Linked DNA regions of Zea mays: region 2 is linked to region 1. The links are chromatin contacts, called in public Hi-C maps. All regions are on one chromosome and are shown on one strand. The core of a region is the stretch at or near the end of the contact, and the rest is flanking DNA. Distances in the headings are between cores, read along the strand shown. Region 1 holds the start of LOC103655106 (heparan-alpha-glucosaminide N-acetyltransferase). Region 2 holds the start of LOC100383189.

The links. A called contact is a pair of places that touch in the nucleus more often than the background predicts.
Region 2: a contact with region 1 is called in a Hi-C map of tassel, with 2.6 times the contacts expected there. The contact joins the promoter of LOC100383189 here to the promoter of LOC103655106 in region 1. A contact is called at or near these places in 5 of 25 Hi-C or Micro-C datasets (bundle sheath, ear, leaf and 2 more).

Annotation. Positions count from the first base shown.
Region 1 is chr4:12,732,093-12,738,159 of Zm-B73-REFERENCE-NAM-5.0, forward strand. LOC103655106 (heparan-alpha-glucosaminide N-acetyltransferase) reads right to left here and starts at 3,454. Exons shown (of 13, transcript XM_008681913.3): 1 at 3,236-3,454; 2 at 2,738-2,875; 3 at 2,447-2,528; 4 at 2,246-2,322; 5 at 2,016-2,131; 6 at 1,765-1,882; 7 at 1,565-1,681; 8 at 1,367-1,458; 9 at 1,212-1,278; 10 at 1,031-1,112; 11 at 837-928; 12 at 587-730; 13 at 179-497. The coding sequence starts at 3,454. The coding sequence ends at 351.
Region 2 is chr4:12,975,964-12,982,189 of Zm-B73-REFERENCE-NAM-5.0, forward strand. LOC100383189 reads left to right here and starts at 2,855. Exons shown (of 6, transcript NM_001175852.1): 1 at 2,855-3,133; 2 at 3,265-3,383; 3 at 3,466-3,514; 4 at 3,629-4,236; 5 at 4,387-4,819; 6 at 6,158-6,226. The coding sequence starts at 3,485.

The DNA.
Region 1 (6,067 bases), core at 2,204-4,703:
AGGGGGCTGGCGACGGCAGGAGAAGGGGAGAAGGGAGGTGGCAGCTAGAGAGGGGGGAGAGAGAAGAAACCCTAGGTAGATATGGGAAAATAAAACTCTAACTATAATGAGGGTTGAGAATGTATTAATGGGGTGTTAGATGGGCATATGTCCATTACAATAACAGCACACACACGCATACAATCTAATAGACACCGTGAAAAAGGCTTGAATGCTTGTGTTAATATCACACCAATCTTACAAAGTAATGTTACACGGAGATAAAGAAGCACATTGGCTACCGTAGTAACTAACAATACACAGATCTCTCCTCTTTCTCGTTGTACAAATAATGCGTCACTCAAAACAAATCATAGTTTCCAGTAAATCCCTAATTTGTGCAAGACGCCTGCCGCAACACCCCAGAACACAATCTCACAGAACATGACATACAGCAGGGTTCCAAGCCGCTGGGAGTGCCAGACATTGACGAACACATGCTTCACGATCCAATTGACCTGCAGAAACAGAAAGAACAAAACCGGCTACAAAACCATGTTCTTATATTACGCCAAAAATTAATAACCTCCAGCCGTACGTTACTTACAAGAGTGTTATCTGGCGACCCGTAGTACCATCCATTGACAAATGCGGCCAATATTCCCTGCGCGCCTAGGACAAACACAAGCATGGCGTTCATGCCTATCCACTCCAGGAAGAGGAATGGCGTCCTCAGTCCCCAGACATCAATCTGTCCATTCAAGAACAATTGTAAAGCTTTTGTTTTTTTATTTCTTGTTTTTCTGCGAGATGGCATCGAAGAGGTTTCGTGTCTAAAATGTAGAGACAAGCCGTACCAGTATATAGAAAGCCGAGAGAACAATTCCTGCCGCGCCGCCTGTGAAGCAGACATAGCTGAAGCTGTAGAGCTGCTTGTTGATCGGGATGGCTGCAGCACAGCAGCAGAGAGACGCAGGTAAAATCTCTGTCCAAGAACTGCAAACCGCAGCCCCGTGTCTCACAGTAGACATGCATGCATGGGTACCAGTACCATTCGTGAAGTGTAGGATGATGCCGAGTACAAGGAGCGAGAAGCCCGTCAGAAGCCAGTGCTTCAGCCTCTCCTTGTGGGTCTGCAATTAACAAGAAACTTCCTTGACCACATCGGACATCTGCATTCCTTACTAGAAAGTAGAAACCACCACAGTCGAAAGGAAGCTTTCAAGAATGACCTTGAAATGGATCAGAACATGCCCGTAATGTATCCCGATTGTCCCCGATAGCACGGACGATATTGAGCTGAAAAAAAGGGTAAACGGCTGTCAGACACTCGAACGGTCTCTGGCTGCAGATGTTCAGCTTCTGTTGATGTACAAAGTTGAATGACCTTAACAAGCCTTCCGGCTCAAAAGGCGCGAGGCACCACGCCGGCGCATCAGATCGCAGGGGACCCATGTTAGGTGAGCTCGATGTGCAATCCTGATCAGAGTAATTTCAGACGTCCAGTAGAACAGAATACTCAGTGTGGCTGAGGAAAGATAAGGATCAGTGACAATGGCGAGCAGTGGGAATGACACTGTACTACCTTAGATCGGATCCAAACTGGCTGTGTGTAGAGATGATTGATCCCCCAGACCTGCCTGTCAACATAGCCAACCGCGTTGCAGGCTTGCTCCAGGCTGGCCCTCACGCCGCATTTCACCTGCACGAAAACAGGCAGAAACTGAATGAAATACGACACATTCCAGTGGTGATTGGTATGGCGCCCAGGAAAGTCGCGAGCACCGTGAACTGTTTCCCGTCGTTGACGTCGCCTTCGTTGTGGTAGACAAAGCTCCAGTCCGGGACATAGAGTGAGAATGTTGTGACCATGTATACCACAAATGCAACAAGGCCACCTAGCCTGTCCTTTCCAGAAAGCGTTAGTCAGTCATGCCTGCTATTCAGTTTCAGAATCGACAAAAATGAAACGGAATGGTATTTATGTGCAGTTGCAGTGTTATTCATCTGTGTCAGGAAGAATGAGAGCTGCGTACCATTGCCACCGATACGCATCGAAAATGGCGTATGGACCGGACCGCACCGTGGTAGGCCGTACCTTGACGGTGAGCGCCTCTATCAGAGCAACAAAGAAGTATACCAAAGCAATTCTCTGATGATGATTCCAATTTCCAGTGAAGAACAGACAAGAAATCCAAGTTATTGCCATGATCTATGTGAAGCAGGTAGCAGAAGAGAGAATTAGTAGCTGGTGATGGAACCGGACCTGTAGGATGCCACACCATCTGATCTTCTTCATGTCCACGCCATAAGCGAGGTCATCCGGAGCATGAGAATACCCACCTTCGCCGTACATACCAAGATATATACCATCAAATACGGTAGTGACAAAGGTCATTTCAGCTAGATGATCAGTGAACAGAAGCACTGACAGAACCATAGCAACGGAAAAAAAAAACAAACTTACCTTGGAGAAGCACACCCCAGAAGAGCATTTTTAGTGTCCTGGTGGTAATCTTCTTCACGGCGGCGCCGATGTTGGGAACTCTCTGCAACCATATATGTCCATGTGAGCATGTGGTGATCAGCTCTCTGCTAGTAGGAAACATTGCACTTGCGAAACAGCAAGGGGTATTCACGCCTGCTACTTTCCTCTGGCAATGTACTACATCATATCTGTGACCAATGATCGATTGCTGTGCTACAAACCTCTACATTTATGGAAGTATGGATCGATTGAAGAGTGTGTTATTATCACCTTCAACGCGAAGGCGATGGCAACGCCAACTATGAAGAGGAAGAAGGGCATGACGAAGTCCGCCAGGGTGCAGCCGTTCCATGGCGAGTGGTCCATCCGCTCGTAAGCCCCACCAGCATCGTCCACTAGTATCATAAGCTGCAAAGCATGCAAGGAAATTAAATAAAATTCAACGGTTCATATATATATATATATATATATATATATATATATATATATATATATATATATATATATATATATATATATATATATATATATATATATATATATATATATATATATATATGCTCCCAAAGTCCGATCCCCCAGCTTATGCTCACAGAAGAACTTCACTTCCTTAAACCGTTTCTAAGGTCGTGGAGGAGGAAGGAGTTTGTCAGCTAGAAACTAATAGTGCATATATATGCCAGGAAACAAAATCGAACTTTTTTCGGAATAAATAAAAACAAAAGAAAAGTAGATTTGTGTACTGTGTATATATATGTGTGTACGTACCACAATGGTTAGCCCTCTGAAGGCATCGAGGGCCGCCACTCTCCTGCTGCTCTTCTTCTTCGTCTGCACGTCCTCAACCACAGCCACTCTCTCCTTCTCGATGTCGTCCTCGCCCTTGCCATCACCGTGCTGGACGACATGGCCAACGTCAATGGCGTGCTGCTCGGCTGGACCTTTTCCCCCGTCCGATGCTGCTATCTCCTGCCCCTCCTTCTCCATATCCACCGACCACCGTCTAGCTTAATTTTCTTAGACTCTAGCTACTGATGACTACAAAATGAGCCATGTTATGTATGTTCCAAGTGTGTCACATTCGTATATATATACATACGGCTATCTAGCTAGCTACAATAATTGTAGCTAGATGTCTCTTGTAAGTCCACAAGGTGCTGTTTTTTTTTTTTTTGATATAACTAGTTCAGCTGCTAGCTAGATTAGTCTGGCATTAGCGTAGGGTTGCCGTCCTGTAGTAGGTGAGGTAAAAAATGTTTTCCACACGGGAGTTCGTCACTACCCATGTTTCGTTTCTTATTGGAGTGCCTTCGTGTCCTCTGTTATTTCCAAGTGTCGAAACCTTGCAGATTCCACCGTGTGTAAAAAGCCTTCGCGCATGCATGAGGAACATAGCTGTCGAGGGTATAGGAACATATATATATGAGCAAATTAAAGATTCTTACTCGGAAGCCAAGATTCAGATTTACAGGTCTAACAGGGTGTCTGTCGTCTAGGCCGGCAAACATGCGCTCTCTCTATTTTTTTAAGGCGTTCTTATATATGTTGAAAATAATACGATAGAGCGGCACGCCGTCTTGGTATTGGAAAATCAGTCCGTGTGGAAGACGACGGCCATCGCCGGCTGCGTTTGGACGCCGCTACACATCTTTGTCGTTGTCCTGGAGCGTGCAGCTGAGGATGTTGCTCCATCTGGAATGGAAACGAGTGAGCCCAAACAAAACTAATACTAGTCATGTGCCATACTATAGTGCGATCAGGGACGTCAGAACTATCATCTTATCTTTGCAGTTTGACGATATGAAAATCCATCATGCTTTTACGTTCGACGGTTGAGCATGAAGACTACTCCCTCTCTATCATAAATAAAGTATCCATCAAGTAATCCTAACCTAGAAGAAGAAAAAATATCAACATCTAAATTCGAAGAAGATTGGACCTTTTTTTTGTGAAACTTTGCTGAAGTCGAAAAGCCCATGATGCTAACAGGCTGTCCTGGCCGAAACGGATCTCCCTGCGTGGCTGGGCTTGGCCCTGCTGCTCTCACGCGCACGCTGCTGCCCGGGCTCCCCGGCGGCCTGGGCCACCTGGCCATTCCAAACACTTACCCGTATAGTCAGTCAGTTGCTGTGTGTTACTATAATTTAGTAGGAACGTGTCCGTGCGATGCCACGGAACACAAATTGTGACTCTTCACGGTACAGAGATTTGTTTGTTTTGGTTAAAAAAATATTTAATCTCTTCAAAAAAATACTCCACCGACTGTACTTCATTTTTCCTTGCATCGATGGTACAGAGATTTCTCTGCTGGTCTTTCTTCCTCGCGGGGTACAGAGCTATCATGTTATAAATACGTGAACCAGACAACGACAAATGTCTTCATATTTATTTTAGAATAGAAAGAAGATTTTAGCACTCCAATCTTGAATCTCCTGATGTATCTTTCCTCCCAAACACGCCTAGAGTTTAGAGAACTTTAACACTATGACCCAAAGTTGGCTGGCGGGAGGTTTGAGGAAAGCATCAGACGAATGAACCACGGCGACGCGGTCCGCTGCCGTGTCAGCCCCGCGTCGGTAGCATCTGCGTGGCCCCTGGCCCGGCCGGACGCTACAGTCTACAGACAGCTCGTTCCACGTCACCGGTTGGCGAGCGGTGGGCGCCAACGGCCAACGCCCGTGGCCGGATGGACGACCGTCGACGTCGACCACGGATCGCGGCTCCTTCCTTCCCTCCGTCCTCCGTCCTCGACGCCCTTTCCTTTTCCGCTTAGCCTGCCAAGAACCACCGGCCGTGGCCGTGCAGTGCAGATGTCGAGTACAACAAACCGTGCCGACGGAGGACTCGCACGCGAGCAGGACCGATCTGGACCACAATCCCAGTCGCAAAAGATTGCTCGTGTTACGTGGGTGCAGTTTCACCTCCTCCTTGCATGCGAGAACACGTACGTACGATCTCGGCAGGAGGCTATTAGCGTGGCCGGATTTGATCTGTACGAGAACAGGAACAGTGGTTGGAGCGAGGACGATGATGCAGTGACGCTCGGCTCAACTGCCGTCTGCCGGCCTGCGCGCCACCGGAGATCCGCTGGCCGGCAGTCAAATCAAGGTACAAGGTTCCAGCGGCACGGCACGGCACGGCAACCGCTCCCCGCTACCAATCTGTGGACGGGTTGGAGAAGATAGACTATACAAGGCTTCGGAGGAGGCCCCAGCGGCTGGACGCCAGAACCGCCGGCGGGGGCGGCCTTATTCGACTTTGCTTCGCTTCAGGTTCAGCTTCAGCTAGCCCGAGCACGGCCCGATATTTGGTGGGCTTCGAAACCGGCCCGTTACAATTTTCATCCCAGCCACGCCCACGAAATACAGAAACAGGCCGGCCAGCGGCCCAGCCCAGCCGCAAGCCCCGCGCCCCCGCCCGCGTGGATATATCACCGCGGCCGTCGCCAGACGCCCAGACGCCATCTCATTCTCACGTGCCCCGCCCGCCCGTAACCCTAACCCTAGTTTCCTATCGCGCCGCGCACCCGCTCAGTCGCTCCTCTCCGCTGCGACTGCGACCGCCGTCTCGCCTCTCGTCCATCTCCTCCATCTCCGGTCT
Region 2 (6,226 bases), core at 1,605-4,104, 240 kb after region 1:
CGGCTACTTATTAACCTAGTTTTAGGCCATTTAAACAAAAACAAGATTATTTCATCCAGACTTGCTCCTTAGGATCAAGGATAAAATCAACTGGCTCTTGCTAACTTTATTAGACCTTGCAAGTATGTAGAATGGGTCTCTAATATTATGCAGTGGAAAAGAAAGACTCCGGTAAGATCAGGATATGTATTGATTTTCGTAATCTAAATAGAGTCACCCCTAAAGATGAATATCCTATGCCTGTAGCAGACATATTGATTAATAATGCACTAGGAAATAGAGTCATTAGCTTTCTATATGGAAATGCTAGATACAATCAAGTCTTTATGTCAAAAGAAGATGCATCTAAAATGGTCTTTATCTTTCCAGGCTTTATTGGTACGTTTGAGTGGTTAGTCATGACATTTGGTTTAAATAATGTTGGCGCCACTTATCAAAAGGGTTATGAATTTGATCTTCCATGAGTTATTAGGAAATATTATGGAGGTCTATATTGATTATATAGTGGTCAAATCGGATGTATTTGATTCCCATTTAGTCGATTTGCGCAATGCCTTTGAGAAAAATACATCGATATGGTCTAAAAATGAACCCACACAAATGTGCCTTTAGGGTATCGACTGGCAAGTGCCTATATTTATCATTTATGAGCATGGCATAAAAGTAGACCCTGACCGAATTAGAGCTATTCGATCAAGGACCGTCTAGGTGGGGCGCCGAATCGACGTGGTAGCATACCATTCGATCAATGACACTGGACCGTCTGACTCCAACAGAGACATAGCTTTAGTTAACTCAGCTAATAATTTGACTGATGCAGTTGATTGGAGAACACCCATGATTGCATACCTATGTATTCCAAGTATTAGGGCAAATAGAAATGTTCGGAGGATGGTTTTTATGTATGTTCTAACTGATGATGAACTTTATCGTCAAATTTCTAGGGATGTCTTGCTTAAGTGCTTGGCCCTAATGACGCTACATTGGCGATGGACGAAGCGCGTAAAGGAATTTGTGGTACTCATCAACTGACTCCAAAGATAAAGTGGCTTTTGAGGAGATCCAGTTTCTATTGGCCTGACATGATAGTCGATTGTTTTAAGTACTACAAAGGTTGTCAAGTATGCCAGAAGTTCAGTGATATGCAATTAGTGCCTACCGCCGAACTACATCCTATTATCAAACCTTGGCTCTTTAGGGGATGGGATTTGGACTTTGTAGGTAAATTCATCCTTCGTCATCGAAGGGGCGTCGATTTGTGCTAGTTGCTATAGATTACTTCACCAAGTGGACCAAAGCCGTTGCTCTAAAATACATAACACATAAGGAGGTAATTGAGTTTGTGACCATGCATATTATTAATAGATTCGACATTCCCCAGACTTTAACTATAGATCAGGAGACTTCTTTCATGTCAAAAGGGGTACGTGAATTTGCTGAATTATATAAGATCAAATTGCTCAATTCATCTCCATATTATGCTCAGGCCAATGGTTAGACCGAGTATAGCAATAGGACATTGATTACCCTTATCAAAAAGAAGATATCCGATCATCCTAGGCATTCACATAAATTGTCTAAGGCTTTATGGGCTCATAGAATATCTAAGCACCACATTACTAAGGTTTCTTTTTTTTTGAGATTGTGTATGAGCATGGAGCTTTTTTGCTTGTGGAGATAAGCCTAAATGCTATCAGGTTTGCCAGACAAAACGATTTAACTGTCGGTGACTATCATGATTTGATGATGGATAATATTCATGAGGTGACCAACAAAAGAATGATAGCTAGGAGAAATACAAGATTATAGTTGCCAAATCTTATAATAAGAAGGTAAATGCTAAATCATTTAGATCGAAGATCTAGTTTGGAAGACAATTTTGCCATTAAGGAGCAGGGACAAAAAATTTAGCAAATGGTCCTCAAGCTAGAAAGGGCCTTACAGAATTTCACAAGTGATATCCATTAATGCATATATGTTGCAAACTTTGTAAGATGATGAGCTACCTAAGTCATTGAATGGTCATTTCTTAAAGTAATATCATCCTAGTTTATGGCAAGATGCTTAAAGAACCGATGTTCTCACGTCGATTTGATAAACAACATGTACCGGGTGCTTTTGGTTCGCTTAACTTATCCAAATGGTAGGGGCATGTGTTGAGCACCATATGTGGGCACCTAGGAATGGCTGGACGGTTCGTGGGTGTAGCTCAGACTATTCGTGGTTAGATTATCTTGTGCATAATTCCTTTTCCATGCGTGCTTATTCAACTAATATTGTGGGAGTTTGTTGAAACCGCCTAGGAATGGGTCTATACCTCCAGTGTGATGTAGAGAGGAGCCGTTTCTGCAGTGAGGTCACAAATCGTCTGCACTTTCACAGAGAGCACTACCAGATGGTTCATCTCCAGTGTTGGGGCCTACATTGCCGAAGGTCCTTATAACACTTACATTGCATAATTAAATGTGCTCTATATATATAATGAAAGCCGGACGAAGTCACCCTTCGACATTTCATGTGTGTAATACAGGTTGGACGAAGCTGACCGTCGATCGAAGCATTAAGTCAAGGACGGAGATCTACTTTCTTAATTTGTGTTACCTTAATTTTTAATGATATAATGGGATTGAAATTAAGTATCCAACATCTAGTGTTTAGCCGCAAACCAGAGCTGACACAAAGAATTACCCTATTCTTTTGACATCTGTAATTAAACGAGCTTTCAACTATCTAGAAAAGTACTCCATTTTCTGGTGGGTTTTAAAAAGTTAAAACCGCGACTGACCGAATCCAACGCCCCTAAAAAAAGCTGAAAGAAAAGTCGGAGAGAGAGAGAGAGAGAGCGAGCGAGCGAGCGAGAGTGGTGGTGGTGTGTGCGCGAGCGCAACAGGGAGAGGGAGAGCGTATTTCTTCTTCCTCACCCTCCTCGAGGAAGAGAGAGGGCAGCTCCGGAGCCGCACGGGCGCGAGCGAGGCAGGCAGTGGCTCCTCCCCCCTCCTTTCGATATCAGCTCATCGATTCGTCCTATCACACACATATCATTACCGCTCCTCTTCCTCACCTATGCTTGTCCTCTAACTCATTGGCAGAAGAGAAAAAAAAAGTCCTTGTTGAGTTGTTGTATCGGGTTCTGGTATGGTTACGAATCCGCGCGCCTTGTTTTCGATTTTAGTTCTTCCCTTTTGGTTGCCCGTCGGCCATCGGGCGCGCGGGCGGCCGATTCCTGCCGCTCCTAATTCGTTGGATTTCGATCTGTTCTTGCAGGTGGTGACTGTTACTGGGGTTTCCTTGCCCGGTTCTTGATTTGCGCAAGGACAGATTTGCCGTCCTCTCGGGTTCCGCCGTGCGGTGCTGAATCCTCCTTCCCTGTTCCCTTCCCTTAGGTGGGTTCGATCTGTTTCGTGCTCATTTATTGGCTCCGGTTCTTCGATCCATTCATGTGACGTTTTGGGGAGATTTTCTCAGGTTTGGATCGGGGATAGGGATGGAAGTGGACAGAAAGAAGAATTTGCAGGTGAGTAGCGAATCGATTCATATGTAGAGATTTGTGCGGGCTTATCTTTTTTTTTTCAGTCCCCAAAAAAACATCATTTCGAAACCTAATGGGTGGCTCCTTTATTGCGAGAAGATTGGATCCAAGGGGAAGGAGGTTCAGAGCAAGAATCCGAGGCGGGAGGAGCCGCTGGCATCGTCGGAGGTGGACATGGATGAGCCAGACGCTCCTGAGAGCGGTGACATGATTGTTGATGGCAACAATGGCAGCTCCAGAGAGAGCCCCTTGCAGCCCATGGATTCCAAGAATTCCAAGGGCTGTGCGGTCAAGAAGCCAACATCGGTGAGCTCAGACTTCGGTGAGGAGCTGGACTTGGACCTTGGTGGGGAGAAGAGTGGGACGCAGCAGGAGAGGAAGCTCTCAAGGCAGGACCGGGTTGAGCTTTGCCGGTCGTTCCAGCTTGCAGTGAGCTCCCATGATTGGGAGAGCGCCGAGGGGCTGGTAGGAATGGCTGACGCACAAGGGCTCAACGATGTGCTGTGTGTGGCAGTGGATGCGATTTGGTTCTTGAGTGATAGGGATGAGCTGCTTGCTATTGTGGGGTTGATCAAAAGGGTTGTGTCTGAGGGCGCAAAAGATTTTACCCGTGCTGCGCTCCGGACATCATTCCTCGCATCGTGTGTATCAGCATGTAGGGGGCGGTCGACTAGCCTTGCTGATGCAGTGAGCTTCATGGGCCAGAAGTAAGTTTGTCGGAAACAGCTCCAATGGTTACATGCTCATAACTTACAAGTATTGCATGCTTTATAATTCCATGAGTCTTATCGAATCCAATAAGTCCACTTGAATATCATATTTGGGCAAATTGTGAATGATTGTTCTGTATGTTTCAGATTGCATGAACGACTTCAAGAATCCCAAGGTGATGAGGTATTGAAAGCAGAAGCAAGTGCAAAGGTGCACAGGTTTACAGAATGGGCTCTAAAGTGTATCGGGCTGCATTCACGTGTTCGAGAGAACAGGGGCAAAGGAAACCACGACACTGTAATTGAGGTTCAGCTTCAGTTGTCTGCTTTCAAGATATTTCTTGATCTTGCTGATAATGAGCTTACCGGGAAGGATTTTACGGAGGCTTTTGATGCTGCATGCTTCCCTCTTACACTCTTTTCAACCACCTTCGACCAAGGATGGGCATCAGGAATATCAGCAGCTGCAGTACAAGGCCTTTTAGAGTTGTTGGTAGAGGGTGGCGCAGACAATGTGAACCAATGCTTTCTTGAAGCTGCACGCTATGGCAGCACTGAGCTTGTGCGGATCTTACTTCAGGTAATTTTAGTGTACTCATGCAATTTAGTTTATTACAAGTTCCAGGTGTAAATATAAGTCATTTTAGGATGTGCACTGGTTTGATTGAGCTTTTTTGTTTGGCCACAAATACATGACAAATTATGTAGATTAAGAACACAGAATTGATATTACTTTATTCATCACTAAACATACATTTTCACAATGTATTGTTCTTTTTGTTTGAGACAATATGATTTCATGGATTTTACAAATCACAGTGCTATAATGGATACCATGTCAATGTCCTAAATGACTTCTGTAGCCATATGATCATCCCCTATTGAGCAGGGAGTGTATATGCATGTAGCAATAATAAATGTTTCTTGATTGCTTGCCTCACACAGTGGTCCCGGATAGTCATCAGATTCAGATCATAGTTAGATGAATTCAAAATCTTCTGCATACATTATTTATTCTTTGCTACACAAATTTTCTTTCCTTGGATATTTCTTGGAAATGAGACCTTTTCTTTTTGGACAACTGCAGTATAATAATATATTGGTACAGAACATGTTTCAGTTTCATGTAATGTGTTATCTATTCTGAACTATGAAACATCCAGAACTGTGTATAGATCCATGGTCCTTGTGGATTAGTTGTAGGATGCTTGATAACCTGATCCATACTCTTGTAGGTTGGTAATGTCACTGGCAGTTGAGGTGCTAGATCTCATGCTTACACCAGAAAACCTGTCACACTCAAGGTTTAGTATAAGTCAGCTTTGTGGGTTTAATGAGATTGAATCCCATTCCCTTAAATATTAGCTCAAGATATTGTCATTTCACTCAGTAATCTTTTCACTGGTAGCTGCAAAACCAAATTTCTCGTGTATAAGCATAGTGGAGTCATGAACCCACGATGGAACGTGTTCTTGTCTTCCTGAATTAAACTAATCTGCACTGCCTGTTGATATGGTGTTTGTATCAAACACATTATAGTTATAGTTATAGTACAAGACTGCGATACCTAACATAGGAGTGAAGTATCGCTGTAATTCATATTACTTGGTGTAGGCCAAATCCAGATAGAGATGCATCATGCATGTGCATCGTTATAAAATCAAATACAGTTTTGTGACGCAGTTTATCATGGTTGGGCCATTTCTGAATATGCAAACTTTATAAACTGGGTGATAGGTTCTTTTCCTTGTGCAAACATTAACATTTGGGATGTTTTCATTATGAGGTTGACAGGTTGTTAAACTTTATCATGTGCGTAGTGAGTTTTGCACTATTTTATCTCTTGGTGCAAATCTATATCTTAAACAAATGGCAGTTGAAAGCATTTGAATACATTTCATTATTTGTACCTGTCCAGGTTGCTCAAAGAAACAGCTTGGACATTGATGTGGACCTAGCCCTTGGCTTTGCCGCACACTATGGGAAG